2 separate regions of the Mus musculus genome follow, and region 1 is linked to region 2. Evidence: chromatin contacts called from public promoter capture Hi-C data. All regions are on one chromosome and are shown on one strand. Each heading gives the region's core, a stretch centred on a gene start, on an enhancer-like site or on the middle of the called end of the contact. The rest is flanking DNA. Distances are from core to core; before and after follow the strand shown.

Region 1 (6,816 bases), core at 3,548-6,047, 2.3 Mb after region 2:
AAAAGAAGAAGAAGAAGAAGAAGAAGAAGAAGAAGAAGAAGAAGAAGAAGAAGAAGAAGAAGAAGAAGAAGAAGAAGACACACGAAAGAAGAATGAAATGAAATGAAAACCAAACAAACAGAAAACCGATAAGACTAAATAAATAAATAAATAAATAAATAAATAAATAAATAAGCTTACCAAAAAACATGGAGTTTGTTTGGCTTTGGCTAACTAACTATTCTTGATCACAGGGCCTGCCCACCCTGGAGTGTGGCACTCCACTGGAGAAAACTTAGTCTTTTCTTTTCCCCTCCAGGTATCAATTTGAAATAGCTTTGGGGAGGGGGGGGCTGTCCCAGTTTTCTAGGGAGAAGCCCCATGCCTAACCAAAAATGATAAACAACCTCTTAATAAATATGTTATTAAATAAAATTAAATATATTAATAAGTAAAAAAGAATGTTAGCTGATCTCTTTAGCAGATGTTTTATTGACTGGCTACAAACACTGCAAAGATGCTTTGGGAAGAAGCAGGAGGTAAGAAAGTGAGCTCTGAGCCAGTGAGGGATTTAGAATGGCTAATACCTTAAACCCACAAAGAAGGAGCAGCGTGGCTGAATTACCTGATATCCCCAGATCACAGACTGCTAAATTGATAGTCATTATTTCCGCAGGTCTCAGCTTCTTCTTGCGTCTAGAAGACATATAAAGGACATACCCATTTCCAAATGTAGAGAGAATCCCTACAAAGAAGAATAAAATGTCCCATCATTAAAGTGAGCATGAGCATTCATTTGCAGATGAAACACTTCACATTAAAAAACAAAAAAACAATGAACTCCACGGATTTAGAGGGTAATGACAGGACACTAGATAAAAATCTAAGTTGAGAAGATGAAATAAAAGCATGGATTGTGAGTGACAGGCAAGGGATGGGTCGCCTCAGAAGGGGTAGGAATGGGGAATTACAGGACTGAACTTACCCAGACAAGGGAACCACTAGCTTCTCGGTTAGGCTCAGGATGATGTGGGAATCCCAATGGTCAGTTCTTGTACCGGCCCCCAGGGCAGAGTGTTTTCCTCGCCATTTTTATAAAGTATTGGCTTTATATGACTCCCTCCCTTGAATAAGTGGAATCAACCCCTTAGCTTTTTATAAAAATCTTGAAGATAAAGTCAACCAAGAGAGGTGACTTCAGTGCCCCTGTGGGCTCACATAGGAGCACTGGCATGTGGGAGAGGTGTGGTCAGAGGTGGCTTCCTTGCAAGGAAGGGGTCATGTCCTCAACACAGGCCCCAGGACTTAGATTCCTGCGGTGGAATGGACCCTCACTATCTGGACCATGGATGCCTTCAGCTACCCCTGGACTAGCTGTCAAGGGTAAGTGTGTAACCACTGACAACATTCCCCTCCCACCAAGGAGAGAGAAAGTGACCCTCAACCCACCAGACCTGACAACAACGACATACATGTGTTCCCAAGTTTGAATGTTCTTTTATTAATGGCAAGTTGGTTTTGGATATTACAATGAAACTGTTCACAAGTTCTTACAAGCCCAGTTTTTAAAAATCCAAAAATTAGACCCATTATCTACTGACTGTATTTAAGAAAAGAATACACCTACTTCCATAGCTTAACATGTAGAGTAGATTTCCTCAGGAATTCTTGCTTCATAGTGTAGCTGTGTATAAATGAGAATCTGGTACAGCTGCCTTCAGTGGTAAGGAATAAGGAAAGTATTAACAGGAGAGACCCAGCGTTTTCTGTTTAAATTTCTACTTTACTTCCTCCACCACAATTCATTTGAGGGGGCAAGGGGAAAAAAAAAATGTGTGTCTCTGCTGATGGCATAAAACCACCGGATCTGACTGCATGGTGCTTTTTAGGGAATGCTGACTCTCTGGAGCCAAAGATGCTTAATGGTCCATGAAAGCCTCTTTAGCTTTCTTAAAGCAAATGGGGGAGGGGAGACTGAAGGGATTGTGCAGTCCTAGAGCAGAGGGGATAAAAGGCAACTCCTAATAAGAAGCCATCTAGCAAGGCACACTGGGAAAGAAAAGTGCAAAAAACGCAGCTCAAAAATAGTAAAACAAATTCCATCTTTGTCATAGCCAAAAAAAAAGGGGGGGGGGAACAGTTAAGTATTCGCATGCAGTCAATCCAGAAAGTTCCTCTAACACCCTTTGCCTGCCAGCATCTCTTGAGATTATTTCTTACTCTCATTTTCTTAAACTTTTTACTAACCCTATTTCATAGGGTTTCACCCAGTGCCCGTCATGATTTTAAAAATAGTGAACTCTATTAATGCTATGCTCAGTTGTTTCCGTGAGCAACCTTGTCTGCAGATGAGCATAATGAGACATCAGATTTATTTTTAAGACTAAGGAAAACAAAATTATGAAGATAGAGACTAGGGGGTGGTCTTTTTTTTTTTTTTTTTTTTTTTTTTTTTTGGATCATCAAAATCCTGTACCTTTTGTGTATAGACGGGCTGAAAAGCCTTCCTCTTAGGCAGTTAGTAAAACAGGTTTTAACATGGAGAGAAGAGAGTGGCAAACGGGCCTCACATTTATTTCTCCTGCATATCAATCTGGGGTTTCTATTCTCATTCTTCAGTTTCCCCGAAGATTCCTAGTATTTAACAAAGATGACCAAGAATGTTGCTTTGTCCACTCGGGCTCCTTAAAAAGGATCTAAACAAGTGACAAGCAGACATGGGTCTAGAAAGAGTATAAGCCCCTCCATTCTCATCCAAACCCACCCTTCCTCACTCACCCCAAATGATTTTTCTGTGACTTCAATTCACCTAGTACTCCCTTAGCTTGGGGACTTCCTTTCCAACACCTAAGTTTTAAGCTCCACTCCAGCACTTAAGTCTGATCTTGACTCCCTTGCACTCAACATGCATGAAATGAGAACTTTTCTCATTTCCCACCAACACTGCTGCACTCTCTTGCTAAAAATCCTTCAAAGTAGGAAGGGAATGGGCTAATCGTTCTCCCACGGTTAGATCGCCTAGAGCCATTGATCTGGTTAAAGACACTATTTTCAAAGCATCCCTTGCAACTGACTGGAACAAATAATTCTAATTTGTGAAATGATTCTTTGTCTGCCTTTCCTGATCACTGAGTTTAGGAAGACATGGTGTGGAGTTTATTCTGAGGCACTCTCGCTTTAAGCGTAGCAAAGAGTGGATACTTCATATATTTGTGTTCAAAAGGCCAAATTTCAATTAAAATGAAAAGTAGTCAAATGCTCACAGTAAATACGAGGATCCTTGAAATTATTTTGCAACAGAGCATATGATTTAATCTCATAAGTTCTTTCTGCCTCAAGCACTGACCATAGAGGGATCTATGGAACATTCTAGTGTGTTTTTTTTTCCAATTTCAGGAATTACATGAAATTCTTCACCAGTCATAAACAGATGAGAGAGGGAGGGGAAGAGAAAAAGGGAGGGAGGGAGAGTGGAAGAAACAAAGAAAGGAGGGAGAGAAAGAAAGGTTGAGAAAGCAGGCTGGAACCAACATCTGAAATATTAAAGACACATAAACCTAAAGATAGAACCCACCTGCACGCAGCTCACCCAAATTTAATATAGCAACTTTAAATTAAAGAAATGTGGTAAATATTTAAAGACAGTGCTACAATTTAGCCCTGGCTGGCCCGGAATTTTATGTAGACCAGTTTGGCCTGGAGTTCATAGAGATCTGCCTGCCTCTGACTCTCAAATGCTAGGGTTAAAAAACATGCCACCACGCCCAGACAAAATGTCATTGGTGCAAAATTGCATTGTGCAATTCAGTAGAAATATAAACCAGAAATGTGAGCTATACATATGTTGCTGGGTTTTTTTTCTGGTAGCCACATTAAGCAGCATAAAAGCACAAAAGAAAATTAGTTTTAATAATTTAATACTTAATCTACTAATCCATAAATTATGTATAAATCTAATCCATAAACTCATAATCCAGAAATTATGAGTTCAATGGACATTTCATATTTCAAAATATCAGTAAGATGTTTGTACATTATTTTCCAAGTACTAAGCCTTCAATAGGAGGCGTGCATTTTCACTACAATCTGCTCATTTGAAAGGTAACAGTTTGTCCACTCAGGAGCCATGGGTGGCTGCCAGTTTGAACAATACAGTCTAACATAAGGCAGATTCAACCCTGTGTGAGTTATACACAAAAACTCTTTTCACCAAAGTGTGGAATTTCATTGATCACCAGAATAATTTTTATCTTCATAGGACTGAGGTGCAACTTATAAAGCAGTGTTCACTGTCACTGTTATATTGGGCCAGAGTTCCCTCATTTATGAGAAAATGAAGCTAAAGTAGATGGTGTCTAAGAGCCATTCTTTTTAAAACAGAAAAATTATCAATTATCACTCTTTTGATAGCCAGAAATCAAACCTAGTAATCAAGTGACCAAATGAAGTAGCTTTGAGATAAAGAATTCACTATGAATGTTCTTTGGATTATTAATAGAATATTTATCCCTAATGAGAGCAACAGTCATTTTTTTATGAAACATTGATTGACTGTCACAATGCCAATTCACCTTCTCCACCTCTGCTAATACCCACGTACTTATCAGAATCATTTGTGCAAAATCAATACAGCCTATGAATTCTCTCAATGCAGCCTCTGACACAGAAGCATTAAGGAAGCTTACCGATTATTGTTAGGTAAAAGCCAGCCACTAAATCCGCTTCCCAGGAAAGTTTGGAAGCAAAAGGGTCCTCGTCTCGAAGATAGTGGGGCAGGCGCTCATCCTGAGGTAGGGCAGTGTGGTTCAAGGCCATGCTGGTCTCACACCCCCCAGGAGTCTGTGAAGCAAATCAGCAGAGATCTCAACAGACGGAATAACAAGTCCGTGAATCCGCTCACAAATGCATCTCTTTCCATAAAACAAAAGGCAAACTCCAGGGTCCCACAGGTGATTGGTACCTAGTGGAGAGATGTTCACCGTTGTTTTGTTTTGTTTTGTTTTTTTCTTAAATGACGTAAATACACCAACACGCAGTTGTTCAATTTGCAGTCTAGACAAGCCTGCATCTTCTCCTCAGGCTGCCTCTGCGGCTTTTCACACCTCCCCCAGTGAATAAAAGGTTGAAAACTAGTTTGTCCTATTGCTCCCTAGCAAACTTTGTAGAGCTCTGACGTAAGAAAACCCACAGTGAGAAATGTGGACACTGCACACTGACTTGCCAGAACACAGCATCCCAAGATAGCCCAAGCTTTCTCCATTCTTAACAGGCATGGTGAGCTAAGGAAAGAAAGAGTGTTCAGGGCACACGGACATGGACACTTCATGAAATGAAGCTAAGAGGTCAGAGATTGACAGGGTTAACCTAAGATTTAAGGCTGTTGATGAGTGGGGAAGGGGAGGGGCACACCAGCTTCCATCCATAGCTAAGGAGCAGTTATCTGCTTCGATAGGAAGGAGAGTCAGTTTTCTTTGGGGATGTGGCCTCTGGTAGGTTAATTATGGTCCAGTAAGTGGTCCTGCAACTTAAACTCAACACAATGGGCAACACAAATTAGACTTAGTGTGTTTAAAAAAAATGAAAAAATTCTCAAAGAATAAATGTTTGTGTGTGTGTGTGTGTTTGTGTCTGTGTCTGTGTGTATGTATGTATATAACTAAGGGCTGGGGGCTGGGAAGATGGCTCAGTGGATAAGAACACTGGCTGCTCTTCCATAGGTCCTGAGTTCAATTCCCAACAACTACATAACCAATCAATCCGTCGTGGGATCCAATGCCTTTGTCTGGTGTGTTTGAAGAGAACAACAGCGTACTCGCGTGCATAAAATAAATAAACAAATCTTTTTTAAAAAATAATTAAGGACTGGAGAGCTGTATCAGTGACTAAGAGAACACAACATGCTTACAGAGGAGCTGAGTTTGCCCCAGAACCCAGACTGGGTGGCTCACAGCCACCTGTATCTACAGCTCCAGGAGGGTCTGGCACCTCTGACTTTAGGCATTGGCACTTACCACACACACACACACATACACACACACCACAGAGAGACACTCACACACATGCATGCACAGATAAATATGCAGACACACATGCATACAGAGACACAGTCACACATGTACACACAGGATATACACACATACATAGGTACACCCATGTACGAATACATATACTCACACACTCACAGAGACATACTCACACATAGATATACACAGATACACACAGAGACACACTCATACATACACAGAAAGACACATACATACATACATACATACTTACATACACACATGCTCACACACACTCAATACACATACTCATACACTTAAAAGTAAAATAAATCTTAGGGAAAAAAATGGGCTATTTAGAAAATAATTGGGCCTTGATTAAAGTATACAAGGCTAGCCATGGGAAGGTTTAGAGTTTCTTAAAGCAGAGAACAGCTTATTTCAGCCACATTCCTTCAACGCCAGGATAAAATCCTAAGCAATGAGAAACTCTTAAAGCACGCAGAATTCTGTGCTATTTCTTTTGAGTTTTGATTTTGAAAGGTTTACAAAACGAACCACAACAACAACAAAACCTTTAAGTGACACTCTGCAGAAACCCAAGTCCCGTGCTGCCTCTCCCTAGTAAGGGAGGAGCCTGTGCTTCTGGGAAGTGACACACATTGCTGAGAACATGACATCCAGTGAGGCAGTAGCTACTTCTTGGTATTAAAGGAGAAATACTTTGAACCAGCTCATTTCAAACTGAACCAGTAGATGGCACTGTTCAGCCCTCTGAGACATTGGAAGTAAAAGGAATCAACTCTCCAGAGTTGTGTTAGCCTCACACAAGGAG
Region 2 (6,299 bases), core at 2,253-4,752:
TCAAAACAACCCTGAGATTCCACCTCACACCAGTCAGAATGGCTAAGATCAAAAATTCAGGTGACAGCAGATGCTGGCGAGGATGTGGAGAAAGAGGAACACTCCTCCATTGTTGGTGGGATTGCAGGCTTGTACAACCACTCTGGAAATCAGTCTGGCGGTTCCTCAGAAAATTGGACATAGTACTACCGGAGGATCCAGCAATACCTCTCCTGGGCATATATCCAGAAGATGCCCCAACTGGTAAGAAGGACACATGCTCCACTATGTTCATAGCAGCCTTATTTATAATAGCCAGAAGCTGGAAAGAACCCAGATGCCCCTCAACAGAGGAATGGATACAGAAAATGTGGTACATCTACACAATGGAGTACTACTCAGCTATTAAAAAGAATGAATTTATGAAATTCCTAGCCAAATGGATGGACCTGGAGGGCATCATCCTGAGTGAGGTAACACATTCACAAAGGAACTCACACAATATGTACTCACTGATAAGTGGATATTAGCCCAAAACCTAGGATACCCAAGATATAAGATACAATTTCCTAAACACATGAAACTCAAGAAAAATGAAGACTGAAGTGTGGACACTATGCCCCTCCTTAGAAGTGGGAACAAAACACCCTTGGAAGGAGTTACAGAGACAAAGTTTGGAGCTGAGATGAAAGGATGGACCATGTAGAGACTGCCTTATCCAAGGATCCACCCCATAATCAGCATCCAAACGCTGACACCATTGCATACACTAGCAAGATTTTATCGAAAGGACCCAGATGTAGCTGTCTCTTGTGAGACTATGCCGGGGCCTAGCAAACACAGAAGTGGATGCCCACAGTCAGCTAATGGATGGATTACAGGGCTCCCAATGGAGGAGCTAGAGAAAGTACCCAAGGAGCTAAAGGGATCTGCAACCCTATAGGTGGATCAACATTATGAACTAACCAGTACCCCGGAGCTCTTGACTCTAGCTGCATATGTATCAAAAGATGGCCTAGTCGGCCATCACTGGAAAGAGAGGCCCATTGGACACACAAACTTTATATGCCCCAGAACAGGGGAACGCCAGGGCCAAAAAGAGGGAGTGGGCGGGTAGGGGAGTGGGGGTGGGTGGGTATGGGGGACTTTTGGTATAGCATTGGAAATGTAAATGAGCTAAATACCTAATAAAAAATGGAAAGAAAAAAAAAAAAAAAAAAAGAAGTGTTCTCTCAACTGGAGTATCCGCCACTCAAATAATACTGGCTGTATCAAGTTGAGATAAAACTAGCCAGAATGTTCTCTACTGAGGATATGATGTTTATTTGTTTGTTAATTATTCACTAAAAGTTTTACTCTTCATTTCGAAACAAAGAATTTGGAACACATCTTCTTATTAATGGTATAATACAAAACACCCTTACACACACACACAAACACATGCACAAACATTTGAATGTATGCTACTATACAATATATATGTATACTTTTATATAGAGATCTGAGGCAATTGCTTTTCACCCTGTAAGTTGAGACAAGATCTAGCAGAGCCCTCAGATCTCACCATTTCAGTAGGTTTGACTCCATAACTTGTTCCAAGTATATTCTGCCTCAGCCTTCTGCCAGATATGAATAGCATGTAGCCACACCCATCTGGATTTTAAGATGGGCTTGGTGATTTGAACTCTGACCCCCAAGCTTGTATACCTGGTGCATTCTCTACTGAGCCATCTTGACAGCACTCACATTTTACTTTTTAAATTTGTTAGGCAAATGGTTTCTCCTAACCAGTAAGAAAAGTTTTTCTTACTCTACATTTAATATGTGGAAGGAATACAATGCATAAATATGTAATTTTTATGAAATGTGTCAAAGCACCCCTTGCCATAACTTAGGCACTCACAATAACATAGATACTATGACTATGGGCTTGGTGTCACTTGTCATGTGACGCTTTATGGGATTCATTTCAAACTCATAAAAACATAGTTGGGAGACACTGTGACTAAATATTCCACTCTACACATGAGCAATCTCAGTATTAGAGATTTAGTAATGAGGTGTCCCATAAGAACTCAGGTAACAGAAGTGAAATAGAAGCACCATCTTAAAGCCTTCAGTTCTGAAAGCCAGAAATTGCAATGCTTTGAAGGTTATGTAGACATGAAAGTATGTCAATAAAACCCCTGCAGAATTACATAGGATGATCACATTACAGGAAAAATAACATGATTCTAATGGATCATTTTCTTCCAATTATCTACTGTAATATTTTCTAAATTCCAATATAATATTGTTATTGTCACTCTTGATTGCTTTGTCATGTTTTTCTGAGGTATGATTCAGTCGACAGAGTGCATAAGTTCATCCAAACTGCTAGAAATCACTATGGACAAAATGTTGCAAAAACAATCTGTCAATTCCTACAAAATAATTTTTCCAAGAAAAAAAATATCCTTGCTTCCTTGAATTTGCTAAGCAGTAGCACTGAAATTCTGAACTGTGCCTGATGTATAATTCTAGAAATTTCTGACACTCATCTCTGCAATCCACCCTTTGTCTCATAAATTTGCATCCCTTTACCTAATAGCTTTCAGGATTTATACTTATTGTCACTTTGACTGCTTTTTATCCAAATTCAGAAGTCTAGATACATTGACAGGCACTGTAGGTTCAAATATAAAAGAGCAGAGCACATAATTTAGACACATGGAAGAAAACATCCATAAATGCTCTTTGGAATTATTATCTTCTGCAGTAGCATAGAATTTCTATCTGATAGACATTAAATAGTTCCATGAAACCCTAATATTTTCCAGAAACATTTTTGTCTGCCCCAAACACAAAGTTCTTATGTGCTCTGTCATATAAGATATATACATAATTTATACATGTAATTAAACTATAAGCTACCAGAATATATTCACCTATGACCAGAAACACTGTATGTTTTGGTTTTTGCTTGTCTTGAATGTATTTTATGGACAATTTATATTTTCTGCTGATGATCATCAATAGCATATTTTTTTTCAAGTTCACTGCTATAATATTCTTTTGATAAACTTAAAATCAGTGGCAAGGATACCTTCACATACATATTCTAAAAACATTTGTATCACTGTACAGAAATAGATTTTAAATAAAATCCCTACACTCCTAAGTTGTAGTCTTATTAGAGATACCACTCACAGAACACTTGAAAAAAATTCATAGACATTATTTCTGATTTTAGAGTTAAAAAGTTTCATTCCCATTATTTCTTTACAATATTATTTCCAAGATAACAAATAAGCTATATAATCATGTATGTCACTTTATATAATAAAATATAAACAATTGTTCTCAATAAAATTATCAGTATGATTCTGATAACAACCACACATAATTAATTAAATGTAAAAGTTCACTGTTGTTTAGTTGTAAATGTATTCAATTAGGAACTTGATCTCATAATAAAGGAGAACTACTTACTGCTGGCTTCAGAGTAGAATGAGGCGTTGTTCTGCAGGAAGAAGAAAGGTGACATCAGACAAGAGTCTCAGCTGTCTATTTATACTCTGCATAGTTCCTGTTTTGGCACAATCTGCTTGTGCAAGCTGGTCTTGGTTAACCAGGTATGACACAGGATTTGTCATGCCAGATTTTATTGCTGGTCATCGAACTGACATTTTGACATCATGTGATGACTGTATATTAGAAACAAATTTTACTGGCTCTTTCATGCTCATCTAGTGAATAAAATGTGTGTATATATTTGCCATTAAATGCTTCAAAAACTTTTAATCATATAATTTTTATCTTATCAGAGCTGTGAGGATTTTTTTTTCTTTTAAAGGGGCTACAAAGGTGACTTGGATTTAGAGTACTTCCTGCTCTTACATAGAATAATGAGTTTTGTTTCTTCTAGCTATGTATGGTGTGTTACTATTGCTTGTAACTGCAGGGGATTGGACAATTTCTAGTCTCCATGAACACATATTTATATGAGTATACCTTTACTCAAAAGCAATTAGATACCCATACATGCACAATTTTTAAAAAAAAAGTCCCTTTAAGAATGAGTGTAGACTTATACCTTTCAAGTTCTCTTGAGAATTCAACATTTCCTCACAGAACGTGAGGTGTCCAAACCTAATTGTTGATATTAGGAAATTGTTGAATGCTTTAGAAAACAACTGTGTCTTGTACCTTTGAAAATTCAATGTGATAATACCTTCAAGAGAGACCCATTGGTCATGCAAACTTTATGTGCTCCAGTACAGGAGAATGCCTGGGCCAAAAAGTGGGAGTGGGTGGGTAGGGAAGTTGGGGGGAGGGTATGGGAACTTTTGGGATAGCATTGGAAATGTAAATGAGGAAAATACCTAATAAAAATATTAAAAAAGAAAAAAAAACACATAAAAAAAGAGTATATTGATAAAGAACTCTAGTTATCTTTAAAGCAACCAGCACTGGCCTTTATTTTCTGGTTGAACGGTGTTAAACATGATATTGTGCAACATATCAAATTGCTTTCATTGAGTGTGTAGATCTACACAAGGTTTCATGTTTTCTAAGCTTTTTTCCATGTTACAAAAGTGAAGCAGTATAGAATACTGACCCCAAATACCATAGGCAATTACATTAACAAATGTGTTTTGATAAATACTAGAGAATAATTTACCATTCTCAAGTAGTACATACATATTCCTGAAAGGCATTTCAAGAATCTCAAGTATAATGTATATGTATATTATGACACATCTTTATGTTCACCTGTCTATGTGAACAAGATGTACCATAGAACAGAATCTACTCAATGCATATTTTAATTTTATTTAAAGATACAAAATAGGTTTAAATGTCTATATTACTAAATCCCTTTCTTATTTTCTATAATGTTTGGTATTCTTCACAGATAACCACAGTGCAAATTATATTTCTTCTTTTATATTTTTCAGTACATAGATGATTGTGTTTAACTATTTCACATAAAAATACATAATTTTATCCATTATGTAACTTGTTGTTAATTTTGATTTTAACTATTTTAGCTTTAAGTCCTCTTTTATGTTAGTTATATGACTGTCAGGAACAATGTTAAGGTGACTAAAGAAAACAATTGTTATTTTCTGGATAGGTAAGCTCCATGTATCTGGCTATTTGATAAAATCATATAAGCATAACTAAAATATTCACTTAGAAAAACATGCCTGAATGACTACATCATGTTATATTGATTTTTTATTATCTAGGATGAGGTAAAAACATATTTTTACCTACAGTAAGTCACATTAAATGTCAGTATGTAGATAAATCTTCCCCAGGATGGTGAGACTGTTGGCATTTGTTGAGCCAAGGAAATCTCTTGATCAGGGCCAGTTATAAGTAAACATTGTTAGCCAACACATACAACTTCTGAGAACAGAGTCCTTCTTTCTTTGATATCATTTCTTTGGGATACAAAAACAGAATCTATTATACTATGGCATTTTCAGTGTATAAAGAACATTTTATATAAAAAAAAAGTTTGAATAGTTCAGACATCTTCCATATACATGAGTCATCCATTGTCATTAGTATTCATAACTATGTGAGAGTTACGGTGGACCTTTGAAAAAGAACAATGATTTTCTTTTGAGATCAACTTCTGTTTGTTTCAGCACTGGATCATTAATTGTCAGTGTGGTGACAATGTCATTTTATTGTCTCATTTCCTATGGAAACTCTTTTCAACATTTATAGGCTTTCCACAGTAAGATGCCAGTCGACACCAGGATATTGACTTCTCTGCTTCTCCAACAATGGTCCAAAATAAACGTTTTTTTTCCTCTGTAACTTAACTCTTCTCCAGTTTATGTCAACACCAGTAGACTAAGGCAAAAATACATTATAGAGATACAGAAACTCATAAACCCTCTTTACTGAGCAATAAATAACAACCTCAAGCCACGTGTAGTTATCTTATCTTCTTGGGAAGGAGAATAAAGGAGAAGAAGGCAGAGTAGAAAAGGGGAGAATGTAAAAAAATAAGATAGTATATTTGCTTGTGTGTATGTGTGTGTTTGTGTGTGTGTGTCTGTGTGTGTGTGTGTGAGAGAGAGAGGGGGGAGAGAGAAAGAGAGAGAGAGAGAGACAGAGAGAGAGAGAGAGAGAGAGAGCGAGAGAGAGAGAGACTTCATTTAAAAATATTCCTTGTTGTCAACCTAATTTCATTGGTTAGGAATGTATTCTGTATTTAATATTTTCTATTAAAGCTCCGTAGATAGCTAAAATCAATGTCTGCAGTGACTTTTCTAAAGTATAAGATCAGTGGTAAATTAATCTATTATTTAAACGGT

What was found. Promoter capture Hi-C pulls out the DNA fragments that hold promoters and counts their contacts.
Region 1: a contact with region 2 is called in a promoter capture Hi-C map of pre-B cells, with 8 times the contacts expected there. The contact joins the promoter of Opn5 here to the promoter of Crisp1 in region 2.

The regions. Positions count from the first base shown.
Region 1 is chr17:42,606,516-42,613,331 of GRCm38.p6, forward strand. It overlaps Opn5 (opsin 5), which reads right to left and starts at 4,798. Exons shown (of 7, transcript NM_181753.4): 1 at 4,665-4,798; 2 at 605-724. The coding sequence starts at 4,794.
Region 2 is chr17:40,315,705-40,322,003 of GRCm38.p6, forward strand. It overlaps Crisp1 (cysteine-rich secretory protein 1), which reads right to left and starts at 3,503. Exons shown (of 8, transcript NM_009638.3): 1 at 3,451-3,503.